Linked DNA regions of Zea mays: region 2 is linked to region 1. Evidence: chromatin contacts called from public Hi-C data. All regions are on one chromosome and are shown on one strand. Each heading gives the region's core, a stretch centred on a gene start, on an enhancer-like site or on the middle of the called end of the contact. The rest is flanking DNA. Distances are from core to core; before and after follow the strand shown.

What was found. Hi-C and Micro-C count contacts between places; a contact is called where the count stands out from the background.
Region 2: a contact with region 1 is called in a Hi-C map of bundle sheath, with 2.2 times the contacts expected there. The contact joins the promoter of LOC100284625 here to the promoter of LOC100383741 in region 1. A contact is called at or near these places in 3 of 25 Hi-C or Micro-C datasets (bundle sheath, leaf and tassel).

The regions. Positions count from the first base shown.
Region 1 is chr7:28,698,133-28,703,828 of Zm-B73-REFERENCE-NAM-5.0, reverse strand. It overlaps LOC100383741 (Late embryogenesis abundant protein group 2), which reads left to right and starts at 2,100. Exons shown (of 2, transcript NM_001176378.1): 1 at 2,100-3,067; 2 at 3,191-3,661. The coding sequence starts at 2,108. The coding sequence ends at 3,196.
Region 2 is chr7:28,914,914-28,920,369 of Zm-B73-REFERENCE-NAM-5.0, reverse strand. LOC100284625 (senescence-associated-like protein) reads right to left here and starts at 1,427. Exons shown (of 5, transcript NM_001157520.1): 1 at 1,237-1,427; 2 at 1-758. The coding sequence starts at 731.

The DNA of each region.
Region 1 (5,696 bases), core at 851-3,350:
GGACGAATTCACGCCTCGCCCGAGGGTCCCCTCGGGTGGTAGACGCACCCTCGGCTCGCCCGAAGCCTAGCTCGGGCAGACTTTGTCGTGTAGCGACCTCGCCCAAATTGCCTTACCAACCGACCGTATCGCATGCACATTTAATGCGGGGATCGCCTGACACCTTATCCTGACACACACGTGCCTCAGTCAGCAAGGTTGAGGTGACCGCAGTCACTTCGCCCCCTTTACTGATCGTTCTGACAGGAAAACAGCGCTGTTCACCCCGCTCCGGCAACTGTGCCATCCACCAGAGAAAGGCTGACAACAGCAAGTCACGACCTCCCCCGAGTTCGGCCTCGGGCGCAACAAGGAGCTCTGCTTCGCCCGACCCTAGGCCTCGGCCTCAGCCTCGGCCTCGGGAAAAGGACTCCGCCTCGCTCGACCCTGGGCCTCGGCCTCAACCTCGGTCTCGGGAGAAGGTCTCCGCCTCACCCGACCCTGGGCCTCGGCCTCAACCTCGGCCTCGGAGGAGTCACCGCCTCGCCCGACCTCGGCCTCGTATCAACTACGCTACTGGGGATCCATCATTACCCTACCCCTAGCTAGCCGCCTCAGGCTACGAAGGAATAAGACCGGTGTCCCATCTAAGTTACTCCGGTAACAGGTGATGATGGTTCCCCGCGTGCGCCTCTGACGTCGGTTGCTCTCAAACCCCCTACGGAAGCAAGGAAACGTCAGCAGGATCCATGCCGCACCGCCAGCTATGCTTCTACAGGGCTCAAGGCACTTCTCCGATGGCCATGTTGGTACAGCTATAGGGCTCAAGGCACTCCTCCGACGGCCACGTTATTACCTGTACAGGGCTCAAGGCACTTCCCTGCCAGCCACGTTAGCACATAGCTACACCCCCATTGTACTGCTGGGCATCTCCTTGTATCTATAAAAGGGGATGTCCAAGGCCTTCCTAAGGCAGGTGGACACACGTCGACGACATTGACACACGTCGACGACGGGAGCACACGGACACACGACGCAGACGAGCGAAGACAGGCAGAGTAGGAGAGACGCGGTGGAGGCAGCCTCAGACGGCCCGCCTCAAGGTCGATCCCTCTCCTTCTCTCTCTCTCGTTCTCGCTCTCCCGCAACGCTTGTAACCCCTACTGCAAGTACCCCCAGGTGCAAGATAATATAAGCCTCATCCCCTCGCTTGTGTTCTATCTTGCATCAACCCATCTGGACAGGGGCACGCGGCACTAAAATTCACTAGTCGGTCCGGTTGAGGGTCCCCCGGGTCTGAAACGCCGACAGATATATTGATTGTTTGATCGATTGTTGGTGTTTCAATCGGTCGTAACCCTTCAAATATATAAGGGGGAGGTTAAGACCCATTCCTAGGCATTCTCCAATAGTTCTCGCGAGTTTAGAGGGATAAACACGCTAGGAGATAGAAGTTTAACCGCATGATCTAATCCTATCGCGGACCATCTGCACGTATGGTCGGACTCTCCGTAGGCCAGACCGTCCGGACCTTAGTGTCGGACGGTCCGACCATGCTCGGTGCCACAAATGTTGCTGAACACAAACAAAATAAAAAAATATAAATAATCCATACCGCTATATAATCCACTAGTTTAAACTTTACAAAATGCATCTAACCAAATCATCCTACACTCATGACCTTTACTAAATCCATCAAATAAATTGCATCGAGGCTTAATACATCATCAAACCAACGGTTCAGATAGCTTGATAACTCTCTATCTATCGGACTCAAATTCAATGAACAATATTATTTAGATCATCCTTCATTTTATATACACAATCTTGATAACTAAATTGATGTTTATGCAAGATTAGTATGGTAATTTTCGTTGTTCTCTCTTTGCTCATTATTTGCATGCCATAATCAAATTTAGGTGACCCAAGCTACGGCCTGGGCAGGGCAACCGGGAATTACTGGCAGCCATCGCATTTGTGGGTTTCCACGCGGGTTCGTCGCTCCATCCACAAAATTCAACTCTTGACAAGAGTCTCTGGTGTTCGATTCCATCCTTCCACCACCACCTTCTTCTTCTTTGCTTCTGCGCCTTTGATCGCGACCTCCTCCGTGCCTCCATCTCAAAGCATGTCATCCTCAGCTGGTAGTCCGAGAGTGACAGAAAGGAAAGCAGACAGAGACAGCCACGAGCACCACGACGATGACGACGACGGCGAGAAGGGATCAGGTTTCTTTGACAAGGTGAAGGATTTCATCCAGGACGTCGGCGAGAAGATCGAAGAGGTGGTAGGCTTCGGGAAGCCGACCGCCGACGTGACCGGGGTCCACATACCCCACATCAGCCTGGAGAAGGCGGAGCTCGTCGTGGACGTCCTCATCACGAACCCGAACCCCGTCCCGATCCCTCTCGTCGACATCGAGTACCTGATCGAGAGCGAGGGAAGGAAGCTCGTCTCCGGCACGATCCCCGACGCCGGGACCATCCACGCGCACGGCTCGGAGACCGTCACCATCCCCTTCCTGCTGGTCTACGACGACATCAGGAGCACGTACAGGGAGATCGAGCCCGGGAGCGTCATCCCCTACAAGGTCAGGGTGGTCCTCCACGTGGACATTCCCGTGGTCGGGAGGGTCTCGCTCCCGCTGGAGAAGGACGGCGAGATCCCGGTGCCGTACAGGCCCGACGTCAGCGTCGACAGGATCAAGTTCGAGCAGTTCTCCTTCGAGGAGTCCACCGCGACGCTTCACCTGAGCCTGGACAACAGGAACGCCTTCGACCTGGGGCTCAACTCCATGGACTACGAGGTGTGGCTCGGCGGCGTGAGCATCGCGTCCGCTGAGCTCAGGGAGGCTACGGATATCAAGAGACGGGAAGTGACCACCATGAACTTGCCTATCAGCTTCAGGCCTAAGGATTTCGGCTCTGCTATGTGGGATATGATCAGGGGGAAGGGCACTGGTTACACCATCAAGGGACACATCGATGTCGACACTCCGTTTGGGCACATGAAAATACCAATAAGCAAAGAAGGGGGGACAACCCGTCTCAAGAAGGGGGATGATGACGACGACGATGACGACGACAAGGTATTTCAAGAAAATCAGCAGACAACACATTGGTCTATGCAGACAAAATATATACGAGTTCTTTTTGTTAATTTTGCTTCTTACTCTGGTCTAATCTTGTGTATAATATGATGTTCTATGCAGGACTAGAAACGAAGGGATGAGCTATTTAGCTTTCCTGAAGCAGATAACAAATATGAAATATTTCCCTGCCAGTTTAGTTTGCTACATATTTAATTTAAGCTATCCTACCAGCTTATAATCTCTAGTTAGCTTTACTTCCTCCACTATTTGGTACATCTGTTTTATCTTTATTTCTTATCTTGGAATTCATTTATATCCTTCATAGTGCTTCTTTAATCTGTGTATGACCATATATAGTCATGCATCAAGGACATCAAAGATGAGCAAATGAGACAAGATTACTCTTTATACCCATCTAGTCGGTGTGGTGTTATATGATGATGTTTATTTCTCCTGTTGAATGTAGTGGTTTAAAGTACCGTTGTCCACCAATTGTAACGATATGCATAGCACTGTTTAGAGGCAAATTATCTTACACTTTCTACGGTGATGTACATCGTGAGAATTAATCTTTAACAATTTGAGATAACTAAATAACATAGTTTTGAGATATATTAAAACATTTTAAGGCATTTTCATGATGATGCATGGTGCTGGTGAAGAGTCATGCAATAATAAAAAAAAGATGCTAGAGAAATTACATTTTCATGATGATTGACTTCTGCAAATCTAAATGACGGCCACCTCCATGGAAATTAAGGCATCACTATGTTTGTGGAAACATATTCATGGCGGTACCACTGTCATAAAAATAAGGAGAAATTATCTGTGGCACAATAACAAAGAGTAGCTTTAGCTCTTGGATACTAGAAATAATATTAATTATCAGAAACATACTGATAAACGTTGCTCATTATCAGCAGTAGCAGATCGCAGCGATAAAAATTCCCATTTTAGAAAAAAAACTTACAGATAAAGCCTTACCGGAAATGAAAATTTTAATCGATACAGTATGCCGTAGATAATGAACAATGTTTCTTAGTGTGTTAGTTCCTGAATAGTACCATTTTCAGTGTTCAAGAGCTAAAGCCACTTTTTGCCAGTATGCCACGTATAGTTTTCACTAAAAATTAATAATTCGTGAGAGTTAAAGAAAGCCTCGAAAATGTATTTGTACTACCATAAAATATTTTTTGTGTGAGTACGAACTGTCACAAAAAATCATTTGAATAACAACATGCATTTAATTTTCATGAGAATAGGACGACAACTATGATGCAAGTGGTTCTTGTTTACAAGCGGGCATCCTCGTGTCTTAGAATGACGACTTACGGTGGATTGCACCTTAGCAGATAGACCTCCAACCTACGATGGTTGTTTCCCAAATAGCCCCACCTAGAAATACTTGCTATTGATGGAAGGCACTCGAGCAACCCAGACCCGACGCCTACCCACCTCAGACTGTCCGCAGCGGCTCCCGCGGGACGCCCCTCCCCTATTACTGTTCATCCACAAGGGGCAACAGTTCCCCCCTCCCTCTCGCATCGGTGAGCGCTACGTCGGCCCCTACCAGGCGATTCCCTTCTCTATCGCCAGATGAGGCAGAGTTGTATTCACGCCCCCTTGCTTGCTTCCAGAGGACGGCTCCACGCGTGCCCTGGCGAAGAAACGTTTCGGTTGCCTGCGGAGGGTTTGGTGTCTCGCATGATAATCGAGAATATGTTTACCTTCACTCACTATTGAGTTATCCCCATTTGTCAGACATCCATAAAATTGTACATTTCAAGAATTTGTTTTCAAAAACGAGCTTGAGGAAGGTATTTTTTGGACCTTCGGCACAAAGCCTCCCTTGTTCATTCCACGGGTTGAGCTCGTTATAAAAAACAAACTAATTCTACGAGAGGCTAGTATTGGGGCCCTTTATGGCCAAAGATCCTCAAAATATTGTGCCAGCAATTGTTTCTACGTTTCAGGTGTTCCAAAATGATAGCGAAGTTGGCCTTCGTCCGAGGTAGTGCATGAACAAAAGATGAAGCTAGGAAGCTTTGGCTCCATGAGATCAACACGTGGACAAGGGAAAAGGAGAGAGCTTCAGTTCCGCAACACCAACACATGAGCAAAAGTGGATGAAAAGGATCTAGAAGCTTGGTCAACACGTCTATGAATGTAAAGGACAATGTTGTCCCTACGGAATTTATAGTTTTTGTGTATAGGAACTGAGTGTATGATTGTAATTTTAATGAAGTTATAATCCACCACTATAAATAAAGGTACAATGCCATGCATACAACACATTTTTTTGCGGGGGAGAACTGGATTGCTCCACCTACAAAGCTATATTACCTTCCTTCCTTCGTGTTATCCTTTGTAAAGTTGAAGGTATAATTGTAACCACTTACAATAATAAAAGATGAAGAAGAGTAATATGTTTGAGATGAGTTATTTATCACATTTCTATGCTCTAATTTCTTCAACAATTGTTTATCTTTCTAACCGTCTCCCTTTAATTAACCTCATTGAGAATAGTTAATTAAAGGGTGAAGAAAGGGTTAATTCATTTGTGTTCCCTTGTTTTTTATTTCCTCCAGGAGTCAAAAATAAGTGAACAACAATAAGGTAGGATGAT
Region 2 (5,456 bases), core at 178-2,677, 220 kb before region 1:
TAACAAGCATCACAGACTCTTTGCGGATTCCGCTCACGGAACTTGGCAGGCAACAGCGATCGTCCCTTTGAGCATGCCCTGCAAAATATCCCTCCACAGAATCGACAATGATGCCTTCCACGTGTAAGGGCAGTAAAAAGAGCAGCGCACTGCATACACGCACTAGCATAACTGTCAGGAAGCCATTCTGGTGGCTCTGCTTCCAGTACAGCCCTATAAATGTTGTAATTTAAGGCTTCTTCATCAAGTACTGGTGGAGCACTTGGCATGTAGACTGAGGAATGCAAGAATGTGTTACCATCATCAGCCGACCCAAGGAATGAGACACTGGTCTTAGTGTCCTTTGGCTGTTCAGCTTCAGTATTTCCCAAATTGCGACCGATTATCGCAATAACGCCACCCAGCAGGTTCTTAATGTTAACTGGTTTGTGCGCCTTCACAGGTGCAGAGCCCCAATATTCATCAGGGCATTCATATCCATCAAGGAAATCAGCTTCCCCATTTAAATCAAACTCATTTTTCCCAGACCATTTTGGCTCAAATGAGTTAATGAGGTTTCCAGCTGTTCCCAATGCCCCTTCTATATGCCGAGGCAACGCATTTGGATCGAATGAGTTGATTGCATTGCCAACCGTTTCCATAACTTTTGACTGGATCCCATCCTTGAGGTTGTTTGTCACTCCTGGTGCAGGCAATGGGTGATACAAGACAACCTCCCTACGTGTTGACATGGCAATCAATGAATAGCACACAACTTTCTGAAACAACGAAACCTGAAATGAGAACATGTTCAATGTACGTATTGGATGTACAAATATCTAAATAGAAGATAAACAACCAGAACCACTAGTTTTATGGCCTGATTGACAGACTATTAGGACCCCCCCCCCCCCCCCCCCCCCCCTCTCCGACCACCACACACCCTCTTTCAGTGACAACTATGAGAGGCTACAGAAATTGACCTCTCTCAGCTAAAATCTATCTATCACGATACCTTTTGCAGCAAAACCCACTTTGAATTGCGGAAACAACATGTAAGGTACTCCAATCTTGTCACCTAATTTTCGGGTGGTTTGTTTGTGAACACCCGGATTCATTTGTTTCGCGAAATAGGCTGCGACCGAATTGCGAGTGGATCGATGGATTAAATGCATACAAATCTCCGGCTAATTAACCGAACGAGGAGAAATGAAGGTTTCGATTCAGTTAGCGATCCAGGGTGCTAGGGTTACTTACGAACGCGTGAAAGAGGCGCCCACACGAGTCAACCCGAGCCCGGGCAACTCTCCACCCTGTCCCCTGTCGGCAGAGAGGGCAGGGGCGACGACGCCTCACGAGTCTCGACGGCGGAAGGTTGCGTGGCTTGTTGAGCCGAGCCGAGTTGCCGGCGGCAAGAACACTGCGGTGCAAGAGGAAGAATAGGCGACACGACACCACGCGGCACGGCGTCCGAGGGAATGGTTGACGCGCACGCGAGGCGGCGTGGCCGACACGATAAAAGAAGGCCCGGCCCACGACCGCAAGACCAGGCCGGCCTAGTACAAACGTTGTGTGCCGTTATTCTTGTAGTATAGTAGTGTTGAATAACAACATTACCATGCATCATTAGATCCGTTCTCTTCTTTTCTATTAGTAGATTAGACACAAGAAGTTGTACAAGATATGTCTCTCTTTCCATAAGCACAACAGTGAAACACACGAGACACAAGGTATATGGTTGGACCTCTTGTCTCTTTCTCTTCTGTATTCTATATGAGGGTACAAGTTGCATATATAGAGACGTGATACCCCTCGTGGGCATATTCAGTATTTGCTCATATAACCCTTCATTAGGGTTTATCAACACTCCCCCTTAGACGAATACCGCGACCAACACATGTCTCATTAAAACTCTAAAAAACCCAGTGGAAAAAATGTGGAGAAAGAGCACATGGTGACGCATATTGCTTTTGCACTTTGTTGCCTCGTTAAAAATCTTACGTAAGAAACTTCAGAAAAACTCATCAAGGAAAAAAGAATACAACATCTGTCATCAGGACAGATTTCGATTTTCTAGATCTAGATTACATCGAATCTTCTACAAGGACTAAATTTAGAAACATACCCCCTGATCCTTGTAAAATTGTATCAATATGGCAAAACATCTTCTTCTGAAAGTATATGCACATAGAGATTTAACAAACAGATTGCATATCTTTGCAAGGATTATTTCAGGAACTTCACCTCAATTTACTTCTAGGATACACGACGTAAGTGCACGTTTCAACATAAATAAGTCACTTTGATTGGTGGTGTTCGATCGACTGGATCTATATATTTGATAGAATTTTTTATAAAGGTTTACATATTGATCACTGTAATACCCAATTTATAAGAAAATATAAAAGGAGAAATTAATTTATTTATCTATATGTGTGTGATATCTTTACTCATCATCACATGTGAACACCTCACTTAAACAAATAAATAATTAACAAAAGACACTCAAATAAATCATGCATCATGCTGGGTTTCATTTTGTGTGCATTTTGTGATAAAATAAAAATAATGAAAAAGGAAATATATTAATGCCCAAATTGGAATTTAAGATCTAAAAGAAATTTTAGAATTTGAGAAAAGAGAAGAAAAGTGCTATATAAATATAAATAAAATATGTATAATCAAATAATTGTACTTGAGCATACTAGAATATGAACTTATATTTTTGGTCCAAGAATAAACTTCACAACAGCACTTGAAATTCAAATTTTGAAAGCATAAACTTAGGAAAGAAAAGAAAAAGAAATCATAAAAGAAAAGAAAAGATGAAAACCGTGTTTGGCTTAAAGTGGCCGGCTCGACCCACCAACGGATCCCTCTCTGTCTATTCTATGAAAACACGCTGACAGGTGAGACCCGAGAACCATACTCCACCATGCACGCGCTGTCACTCGCTGCCAAGCGGGCCCACACGTCGGTCTCCATAGAACGCATGCATGCTTTGGCTGACTGGTGGACCATCATCGTTAGCGTTATCTCCTCAACCGTGCGCCACCTCCCCGCCAAAGTCGCGCTGACCCCCAACGCACCCCCACCTCGGCCCGGACTCGCGGGACCATAAAGGGTGGGTGCGGGCCTCCCTCAATCTCCTAACCTCCCCTCACTGTGCCGGTCCAAGCCTAGTAACACCGTCGCCGCACTCCCACGACTGTTGGCGTGTGCTCGCCGTCGTCATCCTCACCCCCTTTGGGTATTCCGCCGACACCAAGTTCTGTGTAGTCGCCACAGAGCTCACCGGTGCGTGCTAAAGCCAGTGGGGAGGCATTTGCTAGGCAGGTGCATCCTCCACGCCGTCGCCACGCGCACTGCGTCCCTGACTCGTCGTACGCCGCAATTTGCTCCGTCCGTCGCCTAACTCCGGTGAGTAAGCTGTGGACCGTCTTTACTTTCGTCTTGTGTTTGCGTAGCAACCGTTAGGTTCGAGTTTTAGGGAGTTTGGACTAGAGATGGCAATGGGTACCCGCTACCCGAAACCCGGTGGGTTTTTGCTCTATTAGGGTATGGGTTTGGGTCAATTTCTGTACCCATGGGTTTGTTAATGGGTTCAAATGGAAACCCAACGGGTACGTAGGCATGGGTTTGTTCTTCCACTACCCATACCCGCAGACCCATGGGTTTTTAAAACCCGCCTTAAAATCAACATTCCTTATAAATATATCTCATAATATTATTAATTGAATATGTTCTAACTGAAATAAACTTCATGTAACAAATTTTAGGCTAAAATTAGTTATCACTTGTTCCTTTTATGCTAGCTTATTAATGTATTGATTGTCATTTATATGATGAATTATTTTTTTATGTTGATGTTAGTGGGTATGGGAAACCCGTTGGGTACCCGAAACCCGCATGGGTATGGGTTTGGGCAAAATTTCATACCCGTCATGGGTATGGGTTTTTTAGCGGGTGTATTTTTTCTTCGCGGGTATGGGTTTGGGCAAGTAATACCCAGCGGGTTTTTACCCATTGCCATCTCTAGTTTGGACGCCTATTCCGGTTGCTGGCAATGGCGTCCGCCGCGGGCTCGCGCGCGCCGCCGCACTCTCCCGTCAGAGTTGGGAGGAGTGTTCTACACCGTCAGATCGGGTGGCCGCGCCTGTGATCTAATCTAGGGATACCTCTTCGGCTGCGTGCGCCATAACCGTTGATCACACCACCGTCGGCTGTGATTAAATGGTTGCGTACCTGTTCAACAATGGTTTGGTGTCCGTCCGATTTGGATCGGATGGATCCGGGGAAGAAAGCGTAGTTTTTTTAATCTAGGCCGTTGATCCGCTCTCGGTAGCATCTCGACCGATCGTGAGAATGGGTTTAATCTGGGACGCACGTGTTCGATCTGACGGTTAGAGATCCATGATACCCTTTTGGTCGTTAGTTTTACATAAGAGCCCCTGATGAATTAGAAAATAAACCCACAGTCCAAAGCACAGTAATCTGAGTCTCTGTATATTTAGCGCCAGAGACCCTACGCTTTTCAGTTTTTTGACGCCCAGTACAGGAGATTAGAAAATCCAGGAAAGTAAATAGGAAATGGGTTTTTAATATAAAAATAATGTCTAGAGCTGGTTTAATTCATAGAAACTTCATACTTAGTCCAAATTAGTCCATTCCAGTTCCTATAATTTTGTAGTATTATTGTTTATCACCTAGTGCCTCTGTTTTGACATAAAAACATTAATAAAATTTATTTCTTAATTAATCTTGTACTAAACACATAAAACCTTTGGAAATTCATAACTTAAAATCCATAACTCCAAAATTAATGATTCCTGTTCCTATGATCTTATTTTAATGTGTAGATTATTATTATGTATTTTATTTATATGTTTAGTGTGATATTAATTTCTCCTTTATACTATGCTTGTTTGTATTGTGGCGAGTAGAAGAGCCAGTGGCTGAGGATCCCGGTGTTCAGCAGATAGAAGTTGCTGAGGAGGAGCTCATTAAATGCAAGTTGTGCCCTTGATCACATTTATTTACCCAATAATATTCTTTATAATCATTTATTCCTGTATAGGTTTAATTTTGATGGGACCCAATAGGTCACCCTAGTCTGATTATCTTTTACCTTATTTACCCCTGAATTATTTGGGTAGTTTTTCTATTGCTCTATATAGTTTTAGGATTAATACTACGTTATGTCCATGTTCCAATTATTCTGTTATTTTATTTATGTTCATGTCAAGATCATTATATTTTTAATTGGAATATGGAGCTTAACTTGAGAAACACGTGCCACCACAAGGGTGGAATGGGACGCCCTTGGCTGACTAATTAGGAAAGCTAGTGGAAGACTACCTTACTCGAAAGGGGCAAGGGCAGTAGGGGAGTTGCATGCAGGGAGGTCCTTGAGTTGATTTTGCTGCGATGGCTGCCAGACGAGGGATTCTTGCAAGTGCTCTTCCCATAAACTGTAT